2 separate regions of the Mus musculus genome follow, and region 2 is linked to region 1. A link is a contact called in public promoter capture Hi-C data. All regions are on one chromosome and are shown on one strand. The core of a region is the stretch at or near the end of the contact, and the rest is flanking DNA. Distances in the headings are between cores, read along the strand shown. Region 1 has its middle 84 kb from the start of Zswim2. Region 2 holds the start of Btbd18 (BTB (POZ) domain containing 18).

What was found. Promoter capture Hi-C pulls out the DNA fragments that hold promoters and counts their contacts.
Region 2: a contact with region 1 is called in a promoter capture Hi-C map of hippocampal neurons, with 4 times the contacts expected there. The contact joins the promoter of Btbd18 here to the enhancer-like site in region 1. A contact is called at or near these places in 5 of 39 promoter capture datasets (the 3T3-L1 cell line, the HPC-7 cell line, cranial neural crest and 2 more), 3 of 484 Hi-C or Micro-C datasets (the HPC-7 cell line and cortical neurons), 3 of 115 datasets of contacts at active chromatin or transcription factors (bone marrow-derived macrophages and pro-B cells) and 2 of 9 other capture datasets (adipose tissue and macrophages).

The regions. Positions count from the first base shown.
Region 1 is chr2:84,024,062-84,026,753 of GRCm38.p6, forward strand. No RefSeq gene overlaps it. Among named protein-coding and RNA genes, the nearest start is that of Zswim2, 84 kb to the left of the region's middle. Within about 2 kb of position 1,355, at least 18 of the 459 cell types and tissues checked have an H3K27ac peak or open chromatin away from gene starts, as enhancers often do. A contact at or near this core is called in adipose tissue and hippocampal neurons, where this site is marked.
Region 2 is chr2:84,657,745-84,660,436 of GRCm38.p6, forward strand. Btbd18 (BTB (POZ) domain containing 18) reads left to right here and starts at 1,335. Exons shown (of 5, transcript NM_001145100.1): 1 at 1,335-1,849; 2 at 2,353-2,437. It also overlaps a transcript of Ctnnd1 not described here.

The DNA of each region.
Region 1 (2,692 bases), core at 105-2,604:
TTTTAGATTGGTGTGCAAAATTTCATTCCATTAATGATGTCTCTTGATTTGAAACTAGAGGCTCCACTTCTGATAAATCTATTCAAATTAAACCAAAGGAAAGGATATGAAGTGGAAGATTCAACCAAATAGATTTTCTTAGATTTTAAGAATATCTATAGGAATGTGTGTAATTCAATGTACTAAGCACATTCATTCTTTTTCACATCCATTAAGTCTTTAGTAAGCAATGTTTACATAACAATGTGTCACCCTTTTTGAATTCCAGGCATAGAAGTGCTCCAAACAAAACAAAACAAAACAAAACAAAACAAAACAAAACAAAACAAAACAAAACAAAACAAAAAACAAAACAAGATTGAGGTTGAGAGCTAGGGAGGTTGCTCAGTTGGTAAACGCTTCCTTCACAAGCATGAATCCTAAGTTTGGCTCTCCATCTAGCACCCACACAATGTCAGATATGAGAGTATGTGTCTGCAATCCTGCTCTTAGGGTTTGGAATGGAGGGAGCCACAAGGGTCAATGTAGCCCTCTGGTTAGTCAGCTTAGCTCTATCCATGAACAACAGGTCCAGTGAGAGACCTTATCTCAAAAAGTAAATCGGATAACAATCAAGGAATACACTTTATGTTGGCTTCCGGTCACCACGTGCACATGCACACACATGCATTTAGACCCCCCACAGAAGTGCACACACCCGCATAAGCACATATGTATAATGCAAACAAACACAATACTTTTGGAAAAAAATCACTCGTATCCTCCTCCCAGATCTCTGAATGCATAAATGTTCTGTAAAAGTAAGACTGATATTGGCGAGCAAAGTGAATGTAATCAAGGATCTGTGAGCAAAGCTGTGCTGTTAAAGTAGACTTTTCTTCGATCAAGTTCTTCCTATTTTAATAGCAGCCATCAAGCAGGTTAGGCAGTTATTATGGAAAAGGAAGAGAAGTCAAAAGAAGTAGCATTTGTTGAACAGTTATGAGGGGCCAGGCTCTTTCAGACACTTTATCCTATTTTCTCCATAGCATAATCCACAGAGAGAAAAAAATTGCACGAGAATATTTAAGTACCCAAGTTAGGGTTTATTAAATCAGAATAAATCTTTCATTTTCTAATGCCAATTCTCATGAAAATTTTCTTACCAAACTGAGTTTTCTTTCACAGTCTGTCCTTCTACTCATGTCAGTGTGAGAGAAATAGTAATCATGAAGAATAGCAGCTGTTAAAATGTCATGTGAGTCAAAATTTGTGGAGGGACTTTCTCTACCGATGTCTTAGGAGAAAGCTGCTGAGGATGCACGTCACTGACCAAGTGTTGGACTTGCTGGCTACAAAGAGCTGCTGGCAGAACAACTAATTTCACAATGCCGTGATGAGATAATCCAGTGCTGTGCACTAATTGGCATCAGCTTAGCTCCTAGGGGGATGGCGAAGCTGAATAGTTAGTATGCATCTTATGACAACAAAATAACTGATCTAGTGACTGAGAACAAGACTACCCCAGCACAGATGGTTTAGTACACATTGGTGACTAGACTGATCCCAGATGAATGTTCTTAGAAACTCTTAAATAAGAGGTACACATGGGAGCTACCCAGTTTTAGGTTGATGTGGAGATTTTAAGATCTTAATAGAGCGACGCTTTAGTAAATAACTAATAAAGAATGAAGTTAATTTACACAAAATTTAAAGTCCCCTCTAGTGCAGATTAAAATGCTAAGAAAATCATTACCAAGCATAAAGAGATTTCACTCTTCTTCTTTTTTAATTATAATTAATTGTACAAATTAATGGAAGTCACTGTGACTTTGGTGTGTGTGTGTGTGTGTCTGTGTGTATGTGTGTGCATCTAGAGATCAGATGGTTTTCATCACTTCACTTTGCCCTCCTCTGAGGTCCTGTCCTTTTCCCTAGATTTTTGTCCTCTCTTTTCTCACCTTTCTGTATTTCTCTGTGTCTCTCTGTTAGCCTATTTCTCTTCTTTCTTCTCTTCTCCACACATGAAAGAAACATGAGTAATTTCTTTGTTGGATAACTTTGCTACTTGTTACAGACTCCAGCTGCACACAATTTTTCTTCAAGTGAGGTAATTCTGCTTTTACAGCTAATAAAGAGACTATGGTGCAACATACATTTATTTTGTATCATTCATCTCTTGGTGTGTGTCCCTATTGATTAGGCATTGTGAATATTGTGACTAGTGCTGACTAGATAAACTCTTTTTTCAACAAAGAATGTATGGTTTCAAAGCAAATTTGCCGAGGACCCGCTTTATGCCAGTTAATGTGGTGTTGGGGTATTAATTCAATACAACACCTTTAGTATACATTTCTGTCTATATTTCATGAACTAGAAAATTAACTATCAACTAGAAGCCATAAAGCTAATCGTAGATGAGCTCAGGTCTAACTGGGTCTGAGATCTGAGAATTTTTCTTTACATCATTAGGGAGATCTTCAGCTCACTAGCCCTGGGCCAAGCCTGCTTCTGCAAGCTCACCCATGACGACTCATCACTTGTGAACTGTATTTGGACAGAATGAAGTGGGCAGGGTCCCTATTCTTTGAAGACCATGCACTTAAGTGCTGTTCTCTTTACTTCCACTTTAAACGACTTGCCTGATAATTTGGTCTGGACCAACTTCTATTTCTTTTAACTTTGAAAAAATGTATACACGTTGAAACTCAGA
Region 2 (2,692 bases), core at 85-2,584, 630 kb after region 1:
AAAAAAAAAAAAAGAAAGAAAGAAAGAAAGAAAAGAAAAGAAACGAAAAACCAAGTCAACCAACAAAATCTATTTCTTAAACATTATTTTAGCTTTGATAAAAATATACTAATAAGTGGGTAAAATATTTTCCTTCCACTTCCCCCAGAATAGTCCACAATGGAATTGTACCTGCTCAATCAATTCTACTGTTCTGGTTTGATTTTTTGTGACAGAGCCCTGGCTGTCCTGGACTCGTTTTGTAGACTAGGCTGGGCCTGAACCCACAAACATCTGCCTCTGCTTCTGCTGGGACTAATAGTGTGCACCACCATGACAGCTAGTGGTGGTTTTGTTGTTTGTTTTGGTGTATTGACAGGTTCTCTCTACATAGCTCTGGCTGTCCTAGAAATCATTATGGAGACTAGGATGGCCTGGAAGTCAGAGATCTGCCTGCCTCTGCCTTCTTAGAAATGGGATTAAAGGTGTGTACTACCATCACCACCACCACCCCCCAAAAAAGGTCAGGCAGTGGTGGCACATGCCTTTAATCCCAGCAGCACTTGGGAGGCAGAGGCAGGTGGATTTCTAAGTTTGCGGCCAGCCTGACTTACAGAGTGCATTCCAGGACAGCCGGGGCTACACAGAGAAACCCTGTCTCGAAACACCAAAAAAGGCATATACTACCATGCTAAACTCATTCCTTGAAAAAACAATTTTTTTAAATCATTGTTTTTAGTACCATCACTGAAAAGCTTGTAGTCAGAATCTGAGCCTCCCCACAACTTGAGTCACCACTTCTCTGAGATTCAGGACTGGAACTGAATCCATGGGGCCTGGGGGGGGGGGGGGGGGGCGAGGAGCAGGGGGAAAGGTGGTCAGAAACCAGTCCGTATTTTTTTTTTTTCTGAACCTGTCTCTTCTTAGAAAATACCTATCTTAATCAGCAATCTTGCAAGCAGAAACGTATGTTTGGTTTTTTTTCTCCAAAAGATCTAGAAGGATCTAGCCAGGACAACGGTTATTTGCAGCCTCTTCAAGAAGAACACGCACACCAAAAAAAAAAAAAAAAAAAAAAAGTACCTCAACCGCTTCGAAGCCCTCCCAATTTAAGCAGAAGTCTTGGCCCTGTCCTCCATGTGCTCTGGGCCAAGGCAGATTCCAGAAGAATCCCTCCCATGCAGGCCCATGTGCCCTACCTCTCGCCACAGCCCAGCCGGCTCCCCTCGGCGTCAACTCCCTGGAGACTTCGCCTCCCACCAAGGCGCCCCTCCTCGTCTGATTGGCTCGCCCAGGAGCGGCCGTCCAATGAGGATGACGTATTCCGGACGCGCGGAGGGAGGAAGGAAGCAGTCAGGAACCCTCGACGCCCGGAGCGCGAGGCTGGCAGCGCGCGGTGTTTAGCCTGGGCCGCGTGGCCTCAGACCTCGTCGTCATCACTCCCAGTGCATGTGGGTGCTGGAGACCCGCAGCGGCCCGAGGGCGCCAAGGAGAAACTACAGAACCCGTGTGGACGAAGCCAGCGGTGACCGCGAGGGCCAGCCCTGATTTCAGGCCTCCACTAGCGCCTTGCTCCATTCCCAGCACCCCTCGCGCCGAAGAGCCTTCTTCAAAGGAGTTGGGCCTGGGGGCCCCAGGCGTGTGGGGGTGACCTGCTTTGCAGGGCCTTCTGTGCCACCGTTTCGCCACTAACCCTCATTTTCTTGTTTCTGGAGTGGGAGGGGATCGCTGAGGTTGTGGGGGCAACCTCTGCTGCTTGTCGCAACCTTTCGGCTTGAGGCTGGACATTAGGAGGAGACCAGCAAGCAGACAAGAGGACCGGAGGAAAGTGAGGACAACAGGAACAAATTCTACTGCAGAACAATTTCAGGTTGGGTCTGAGGACACGGCTAAGGCCTTGATGCTTTGGAAATCCTTCCCTCACCCTTGCAACTGGGGCCTCGCTCCTCTACATTTCCAAGGGCGGGGATGAAAATTAGTAGTCTTTCCCATCCTCTTTCGTAGTATAAGGCCACACACAAGCCAGGCAAGACCTCTACCCAAGTTCTATTTTGAGAATGGAGGTCGCTAAATTGCCCATGCGGATCTGAAACATATAATACTCCTGCCTTGGCCTCCTGAATAATAGCTAAGATTGCAGACATAAGGACACCAGACCACCAAACCCAGCTGATGCTTTGCGTTCTTTTTTTGTTTTTGTTTTTTCAAGACAGTTTCTCTGTTTAGCCCTGGCTGTCCTGGAACTCAGGCTTGGCCTCGAACTCCGAAATCTGCCTGCCTCAGCCTCCCTAGTGCTGGGATTAAAGGCGTGCGCCACCACGCCCGACGCTTCGCCTTCTTAATTTACTTACTCGCTCTTTTCTTTCCTGATAGTTTTGACGTGAACTATTTGGACTCTTCAGTGCTACCTGACAGAAAACTACGTAACGGTACCGGAAAAAGAACGCACAGTTGTACGGTGAGTGGAGGTGGGGAAGTGGTCATGACACATACACACACACACACACACACACACACACACACACAAACTAGACGTGTAGGTCAGAATATTCATTTTATTTGGTGGAGAAGAGTCAACTGCTTACCTCTCCTCGCTCCACTGTTAGCCAGGCAGTTAACCAGGGACACAAAGTCCACAGTATTGCAAATTGATGAGGCCAGTCTGGCTCACTTTGGTCAGTCAACAACTCACTTTGCTCTTGTTTCTCTGCAA